Linked DNA regions of Mus musculus: regions 1 and 2 are each linked to region 3. A link is a contact called in public Hi-C data. All regions are on one chromosome and are shown on one strand. The core of a region is the stretch at or near the end of the contact, and the rest is flanking DNA. Distances in the headings are between cores, read along the strand shown. Region 1 has its middle 60 kb from the start of Msra. Region 2 has its middle 54 kb from the start of Mir124a-1hg. Region 3 overlaps Msra (methionine sulfoxide reductase A).

Region 1 (2,700 bases), core at 102-2,601, 190 kb after region 3:
AGATGTCCACTCAGAAGCTTTGATGGGTGAGGGGAATCGTGAAACCAAGGAGCAGTGCCAGCTGAAGGTTGTGGCCACACAGTGTGCACATACATCTGCACACATCATACGTACACCCAGGACACACCTACATATATATACACACTTGTACCAACTGTCCACATGTGGCTGCACTTGGATTCTTGCTCTCTGGGTTAGTCAGACTTTCTGATACCAGCAAAACTAAGAAAACACACAGATACATGGAAAAAGATTTCCTATAAGGGATTGGCTCACAGAATTACAGAAGCCCAACGATCCTGTGATCTATTGTGTAGATGCTGGCCCAGCAGAGCCAGAGGTATAAGTCCAGTCTAGCATTGGGTATGGTGGCACAGACCAACCTTGCTTCTCCACAGCAATGAGGAAACGAAGGCAGGAGGATCAGTAGTCATAGTTCAAGGCCACCCTGGGTACATGAAAGCCTGTCTCGAAAAGTCAATTTGATGATGATGATGGTGGTGGTGGTGGTGGTGGTGGTGATGATGATGATAATGATGGCAATAATGATGTGAAGAAGGAGGAAGAGGAAGAGGAGAAGGAGATGAAGAAGAAGAAGAAAATAAGAATAATTCAAAGATCCAAGGAGTGGTGCTGGAAGTTACAGTCAAAATCTGAATCAGACTGGCAAGAAGGCTCAGTGGATAAAAGCACTTGCTATCAAGCCTAGTGACCTAAATTTGACCCCTGGAACCCACTTTGTAGAAGGAGAGAACCAACTCCTGCCAGCTGTCCTCTGACTTCAAACACACACCGTGACATACACACATGCCCACACAATACAGAGAATAATAAATAAGTAAATGTTTTTATAAATGTAAATCACAGACCAGAGACTCAAGTGCCAGTGTTCGGGAACCAAAGAAAATGGACACCCAGGCTCTGGAAGAGCCATCCTTTCCCTGCATCTTTGTTACATCAGGACCAAAGCATTATCGGGAGCACGCTGGATAATGCTCGCCCACATCTATGGGTATGGGATCCTTCCCACTCAGTAAGCCAATCTCTTCCAAAAACAATGCCTTGCTGGCTCATCCTGGCCCAGGAAAGCTGACGGGATATTAACCATCAGATTCCCTACTAGCCCAGACCCTCACACTCTCAGTTTGGAACAGGGTCCTCAATACTCCTTCAGGTGTAGTCAGCAACTACAGCCTCTCAGGGCCCACAGCAAATCAAGATCGCCCAAAGCCCCAACTCCTGGAGGCACACTCCACTGGATTCCTTTGTCCTGTTCTCTATTACCATGCCAAACAGATCTGGATGACAAGAAACCAGACCAGAGAATTCAGAGACTGCGTAGAATGGAACTGGGGTGTGAGAAGTGTCACTTGTCATAGGCTGACTTCATCTCCCTCACCCCCACCCCCACCCCCTGCTATGGTGGCATTTGAAATCTCTCTATTACTCATTTAGATTCCAATCTCTGAGCTCCCCTCTCCTTCCTTCCAGCTCCTAAAGTCAAACAGATTTTTCTCAGCAAAATAACCCTCAGTTACTACCAGGGACAGACTGGTATGTGGGCTACAGCAGATGTACGAGACACGTTCTACAGGCATTTTAAAGGGTTCGGTGTCAAGATAAAATTTGTCTAATGTAGCATTTCCTCTCAAGTGCAATTTATCATCCCTTAGATGTCGAACTCCTTATAAATATTAGATATGCTTTTTTATCGCAAGCCTGGTTTGTTATTTTACCCTTGTTGAGGACAAGCTCCGGAATTAAGTTGACTCTTTCCCTTCCGCTTGTCAATTCAGTTTCACTTTCAATTCTATTTTCTCCCTCCCTCTTTGCATTGAAATTCAGCGCATAGCTGACATTTTGAAAAACAATGTTGATTAGAATTCACCACTTCTGTGGGAGCCATTTGTCCCCAAATGCCTTTTCACACACCTCTTGGTGGACTTATGTCCTAGGAAAACCAACACTGGCTACAAAGTCTGCCTGTTTATGCCCCAGCCTAGCTCTATAGTCAGGAGCCTTTTGCTGGGGCCCAGCAAAGAATCCCCCAGTTGCTTCTAAGGTTCGCAAGGCCAATAACAGTATTGACACTCAAAGCTGTCACCTGTACCAGCCAGTTTGAAGTCGCAACCCAGGAGGAATGGCTACAGGACCACAAACAGCTCATGCCACAGTGTGGGGTCCAACAAGGCTTGACAAAGCCAGGGTCTCCTAGTAAGAGTTAGGAAGACCAGCATATAAACAACAACAACAGAAGCCATGCTGGCTCTGCGGATCAGAAAAGCATGCTGGATGGTAGCTACGGCAGAGGCTATGACCTAAACAGACAACCAACGTCCTCTTTGGGTTCGGATCTTTTTATAAGGCTTTAAGAGGGCAGAGACCAAACCTTCCAGCATATTTGAGCTAAACAAGCCCCACCAACAGGCAGCTCCTTGTGACGCTGAAATGAATCACCCCCTTCCAATACTCTGCCGCACTACTGTGCCTTATTTACAACCCTTGAAATAATCGGATGTGGAAGTGTTTTGTAAACTGAAAAGCATTACACAAATGTCAGGTGTTGGGGGGCTTGGCAGGGGAGCAATAGATAATGCATCTCTTCCATTCCTGAGTCAGGAACCAATTGAGAGACTCGGGAGCCAGACGGAGAGTGACAGTCAGACTTATTGCTGATAACAGCTGGCTTGGATTCAGGGC
Region 2 (2,700 bases), core at 84-2,583, 220 kb after region 3:
ACCTTCGGTGACTAAATGCAGTAAGCAGATTCTGTGCACCGAGGTCTGAAGCTCCCATCCGCCGCCATCAGCTGTACCCTAGTTTCCTCCTCTCTCCAAGGGGAATACAATGAGTCCCTCCTAAGCTGAGTACAAGTGTAAAGAAAGAGGTGCATGGGAGTATCAATGCATCCCCGATAAGTATGGCAGACTTTAGATCCCGTTCCACCAAGGAGTAGACTACCAGGGCTTAAGAGGCTCCTTATCACATGATTCTTCACCTAGAATTTCAACTCCCTGGTCAGTTATAATGGGGCTCAGTATGGGTTTGGGAATTTCTGTTGACACAGGGTCTCACTCTCTAGCCCTGGATGACCTATAATTCACCATGTAGACCAGGCTGGCCCCCAACTCCAGAGATCCACCTGCCTCTGCTCTAGGTGCTGAGATTAAAGGACCATGTCCCCACACAGTCCTGGACAAGACTATTGTGCTTATTTACTCTAAAGTCACTTTTATGTCTCAGATGGCAGTAGAGAGCCTTGCATCTCCATCATTCAGTCTCCCTACCAGAGTTCACAGGGCACCTCTACATCGAAAATATCATTCTCCATGGTGAGGAATTCTAACCCACATCCACTGTAGCCAGGCTCCCAGAGACCCCGGGAGAGGGACACTGACCAGGCCCTATACACTCATGGACCCAGAGTTTCTTTTTCTCTGCCTCTGGGATTATCTAAGGGATTGGAAGATTTTTAAACCACTCCAAGCCGCTTGACTGCGCATGACGCCAGGCCTGCTGCAAAAAACAGACCCTGCCAAGCAGGGTGCTGCTTACCAAAACAAGATCTTTTTAATCTTTTTCTTTCCATTTCCACTTTATTTCCTAACCAAGAAGTGCACAATCCCAAGAGGAAAAATCAGCTCTCCCTTCTCTCTCCATCTCTCTCTGTTTGTCTCCAACCCTCCCCTGAGCATCTCCCTCAGCCTCCTTCTTGCCCTCCCATCTCTCTCTCCTCTTTCCCCACCCCCTCTAGCTTTTATCATTTTAAGCTGCGCGCATGCCATTCTTCAGGGGATTAAAGTCAAATTTAGTCTTCTGCAATTGTTATTACCTACCCCTTGGCTTATGAGATGCATTTGCCTGCATTTGTAATGCATCAATAACTTCCACTCTCCTCCACTGGAAAACAATGCATTATATTAAATAGCCTGTGTCTAGCCTTGTATTGAAACAGACGATAAATTAGGACTTCCAGCTCTTGGTTTTTTACTGATTCCTAAACCTGCCAGTTACATGCCTGTCCGCCCCGCTGAACATTCTCTCTGAAGCTGAGAATGCACAAAGCCCTTGTTCACCGGGCCTCCTGTCTCCATCACTCCTGCCGGCTGTCTGTTTCACACCACCAAGCAGATTGTAATTGGCAGGATGAGGTGCAGAAATAGGCAATGGTTTGAATATGCGGTTTTCAGCACACACAATCTCTCTCTCTCTCTCTCTCTCTCTCTCTCTCTCTCTCTCTCTCTCTCTCTCTCTCTCTCCCTTCCTCCCTCCTTCCCTCCCCCTTTTTAAAACACACACACACACAGAGTCTGTCTTACAATATTTTACAGACTTAGGAACTTGGCATGTGAAGATTCTGATGAGAATCGCCTGAGTACTGCAGCCCTCGGGTTAGAAGCTGAGAAAGGGAACAGTACAATCAACTGCCAATGCCAGCCTCGTCCACAGCAGGGCCTTCTGGGTCCTGGATAGGTGGTGTGGCTTTGGAAATATGCCCTAATGAGAATGGGTACTGAGACCTGAGATCTGCAAAGTGTTCCCAAGGGTCAACACTGTCCTGTCAGGATGTGTGTGCCGTCAGTCCTAGAGTGAGTTAGCAGAACCCTGGAAGGAGGAATCCAGCTCACAGAATATTGTCAGGGAAATGGAAACTCCACCATCAATCTGGCTGTCCAGTCATTTTATTGACTGTTTTAGAGACAAAGTCACACGGGTTCCAGGCTGTTCTCAAACTCGCTATGTTGCTAAGAATGACCTTCAACTTATGATCCTCCTGCTTTTACCTCCTGAGTGCTGGGATTACAAAGCCTGGCTTATGCAGTGTTGGGGATCAAACCCAAGACTGAGCAGGCTGTGCTATGCAAGCATTCTGAGCCACTCCCCCAGTTCAGCACTCCTCGGTTGCTGGATCACCCAGCAGGACTTCTCACTCTTGGTCTTCTTGGCATTTTAGCCAGGTATCTCCTTGCTGTGAAAGCATTCTGTACATTTGTAGGCTATTCCCCAGCAGCCCTGGCCTCTGCCATCTATGCCAGTAGCATCTCCCTCAAGTCGTGAGAATCAAAACTATCCCCAGGGGGCTGGAGAGATGGTTCAGCAATTAAGAGCACTTTCTGGTCTTCCAGAAGACCCAGGTTCATTCCCAGTACCCACATCAGGCACCTCACAACCATTTATAACTCCAGCTCTAGGGGATCTGATGCTTCTGGCCTCCATAGGCACCTGCACTCATCTGCCAGTATCCACATAGTGTTATATAATTAAAATATAGTTAAAAAAATAATTAAAAAAAAAACTATCTTCAGATACTGCGGAACAGTCCTTGCAGGGTACACCTACCCTACAATAGGAGAGACATATTTAGTCTCAGCCAGCACATGGTCACTGCACTTCAGAACCAATAAGGACAAAGAGTTCACCTAGTGCAGAGGCTGGGA
Region 3 (2,700 bases), core at 23-2,522:
CACTGAACTCATTCTTCCAAAGTGACAAAGGTGTCCCCAGGAGTGGAGCACATTATCAGGCCTCTGACAGCTGCTGGTCCCCATGCGTCTGTGACCAGTTTTTCTGTATATTACTTTGGGAAAGGCCTGCAGAGGTCTGGCCCTGGTGGCAAGGTCAGCAGGTGGCAAGGGTATCAGCGTGTCCCCTGATGTCTTAGGATACACTGGCATGTGTTCTCCTTGTTGAAGGGCCCCCAAGACAACCTGACACAGATCATAGGTCTCTCAGAAGCTGGTTGTCTCAAAAAATCTACCATGAGGCCATTAGAAACCTAAGAGACAATAGGGGACAGCAGCTGCTGTCCCTTTCTAACAATCAACATTAAAGTTCTAGTCCTTTTCTTTAAAAGGAAAGTTTAATTGAGATGAGAGTCTCATTCTCTCACTATACAGCCCAGGTTGGCATAGGACTTGTGACCCTCCTATCTCACGCCCCTATATTACATGCCATTACATGTGTACACCAATGTGCAGTTAGACATTGTTGTCAAGGACAAGCTTTCAGATTTGGAAGTAACGGTTTGGGTGGCAAATAGATGCTCAAAGACTGTACTTTAAAATCTTAAAGGTTCTTTAAAAAAATTCTGGGTATGGATATGTGCCTGTTTGTGAGTCTCTGTGTGCATGAGTGCAGGCACATGAGGAAGCCAGCAGGGGGCATCAGATCTCCCTGGGCTGCAATTACAAGTGCTTGTGAACTACCCAACGTGAGTGCTGGGAACCAAACTCAGGTCTCTGCAAGAGGACTGTGCTCTTAACACTAGTCATCTCTCTAGCCCTAAAGTGTCAAATAACTCCTCTTTCAACTCTAGTTATGACCAGCATCTCTTGTCCTTCCTTTACCACACAGCCTTCTCCATTAGTAAGCTTTTTTTTTTTTTCCTCTGATAGATCCTCTTGCCTGTGGAGAATTTTCCAGAGTAGGAGTAGCTGTTCTGAGCTGACAACACTCCCCTGACCTGGGGGCTATAGCCTAATGCTCTGCTGAACAGAGTGGCCCACAGCCACCAGCTGTCACTTTCATTAAGATATTGGGAGCGGAGAAAAACCTTCCTGAGACAGGCATGGAGATCTGGCCAAAGTTGTTCTCAGAAGGGAGAAAGTAGGCTCGGAGCTTGGCTGAGTCTTTCATCTCCAGATGCTTCTGTTTCTCTGCCCACTTCACAGGACACTGTGCAGATTAGAGGGAGGGTGGCCACAGGGCGCTCTCAGACAGCACAGACAAAGGCATTGCGTAACTGCGAAATGTTCGCTTTCACTTTTGCAGAGTGTCAGCTGCCTCTAACCTGTGAGTGAGCATTAGCAGCAAGCCTGAGGGGCAACAGGGACCTGAGGCTGTGGCCTCCCCATAACATCAGCCCAGTCCACGAAGGGAGCGGGAGAAGACCTGGGGAAAAGATAGTTACTGACAGACAACAAAAAGCAGAATAAAAAATAGCTTGAGTTTAAAATAACTTGCTGAGACTGAATGCCAGGGACTTCGTTTAAGGAGCCGTCTCTGATTGCTGGGCACAACACACCTCTGTATTTTCTCACACCGGTGTGGCCTCGATCCCTCAAAGCCGATCTAAATGCTAACTGCAGCTCCGCAGTCACCAGCAGACTGGATCAAACCATAAAGCTGCCATGCAGGCATTCCGCTCAGCACATTGGACTCTTCAGTCACTTGATGAAGTTACAGTTGGTGACACTGTTTTGGCATAATGTATTGAGACCTCCAAGGCTGAAGGAGGAGTTTGGACAGGTAAAAAGTACCACTGTTGCTCTGGGTAACTGACAGGCAGGCAGATGTAGCCAGTGCTGTCTGCATTATTTGCTACTAAAATCGAAGGGGGGTAGGGGAGAGCTGGAGGAGTCTTTGCATTTTCCCAGCAAAAGCTGCATCTCAAGGGTCCTTCAGAGCACTCTGGGAACACACAGGAGTTTACAAATCAATTTACTAAATTGGCTTGGCTGGAAATCATGCTTTTGTATGTGGATCCGGCTGAAAGGCATTTTTTAAATCTATCGGGCCCTAGTGAGGCTCCTTCAAGCAGTGCAGAGAAAGGTGACATCAGAAAAAGGATGTCAGTTCCAAACCAAGTAGTCTCTGGCTCAAACCCTGCTCCAAAGGCCCGGCCACCCTGAGTAAGTCACATGACCTCTCTGAGCCAACTGCCTAGCTAGCCCACCAGCCCCTTGAATGCTGGCAGGGTGAAAGTCAAGCGCTGTCTCAATCTGGCCTTTTCCGTGTAGCTATAGGTGACCCAGATGACAGGAGCCCTCCCCACGCCAACCGTTCTCTCCTCTCCCATAGACAGGTGGACAAGTGACAGGAAAGGAGCAGAAAGCTCTGGAACCCCCATTGTGCAATGACTGCATACACTTAGCCAAATTGGGAACTTCATTTAAGCAGCAGAGAGAGCCAAGCTGCACTTCTAAAGACAGAATTTTTAGATGTCAGGCATATGCTATTTTGGGTTCTGTATAATTTTGCCCTTTAGATATTGTGAACTTGAATTCTGCAAGCGGTCTGTCTCCTTTTGTTTGTTCAGTGGTTTGTTTTTTTCAAATGAGCACTCAGATGTATAGCAGCCCTGCTGCCTCTGACCCTGATGCAAGTGCCAGGATCCTAGGCATGGCTACCACACTTGGAGTCATTTTTTTTTTCACACCACACCT

What was found. A called contact is a pair of places that touch in the nucleus more often than the background predicts.
Region 1: a contact with region 3 is called in a Hi-C map of the N1E-115 cell line, with 6 times the contacts expected there. The contact joins two enhancer-like sites. A contact is called at or near these places in 7 of 484 Hi-C or Micro-C datasets (the HL-1 cell line, the N1E-115 cell line, embryonic stem cells and 2 more) and 2 of 115 datasets of contacts at active chromatin or transcription factors (embryonic stem cells and large pre-B cells).
Region 2: a Hi-C map of cerebral cortex shows a contact between it and region 3, with 8 times the contacts expected there. The contact joins two enhancer-like sites. A contact is called at or near these places in 5 of 484 Hi-C or Micro-C datasets (cerebellar granule neurons, cerebral cortex, embryonic stem cells and 2 more) and 3 of 115 datasets of contacts at active chromatin or transcription factors (differentiating embryonic stem cells, extraembryonic endoderm stem cells and neural progenitor cells).

The regions. Positions count from the first base shown.
Region 1 is chr14:64,500,125-64,502,824 of GRCm38.p6, forward strand. No RefSeq gene overlaps it. Among named protein-coding and RNA genes, the nearest start is that of Msra, 60 kb to the left of the region's middle. Within about 2 kb of position 1,352, at least 34 of the 459 cell types and tissues checked have an H3K27ac peak or open chromatin away from gene starts, as enhancers often do. A contact at or near this core is called in the N1E-115 cell line, where this site is marked.
Region 2 is chr14:64,532,723-64,535,422 of GRCm38.p6, forward strand. No RefSeq gene overlaps it. Among named protein-coding and RNA genes, the nearest start is that of Mir124a-1hg, 54 kb to the right of the region's middle. Within about 2 kb of position 1,334, at least 41 of the 459 cell types and tissues checked have an H3K27ac peak or open chromatin away from gene starts, as enhancers often do. A contact at or near this core is called in cerebellar granule neurons and cerebral cortex, where this site is marked.
Region 3 is chr14:64,308,814-64,311,513 of GRCm38.p6, forward strand. All of the region lies in intron 2 of Msra (methionine sulfoxide reductase A), which reads right to left. It overlaps Gm52131 (a long non-coding RNA gene), which reads right to left. Exons shown (of 2, transcript XR_003951179.1): 1 at 1-2,700. Among named protein-coding and RNA genes, the nearest start is that of Gm52131, 3.5 kb to the right of the region's middle. Within about 2 kb of position 1,273, at least 89 of the 459 cell types and tissues checked have an H3K27ac peak or open chromatin away from gene starts, as enhancers often do. A contact at or near this core is called in the N1E-115 cell line, cerebellar granule neurons and cerebral cortex, where this site is marked.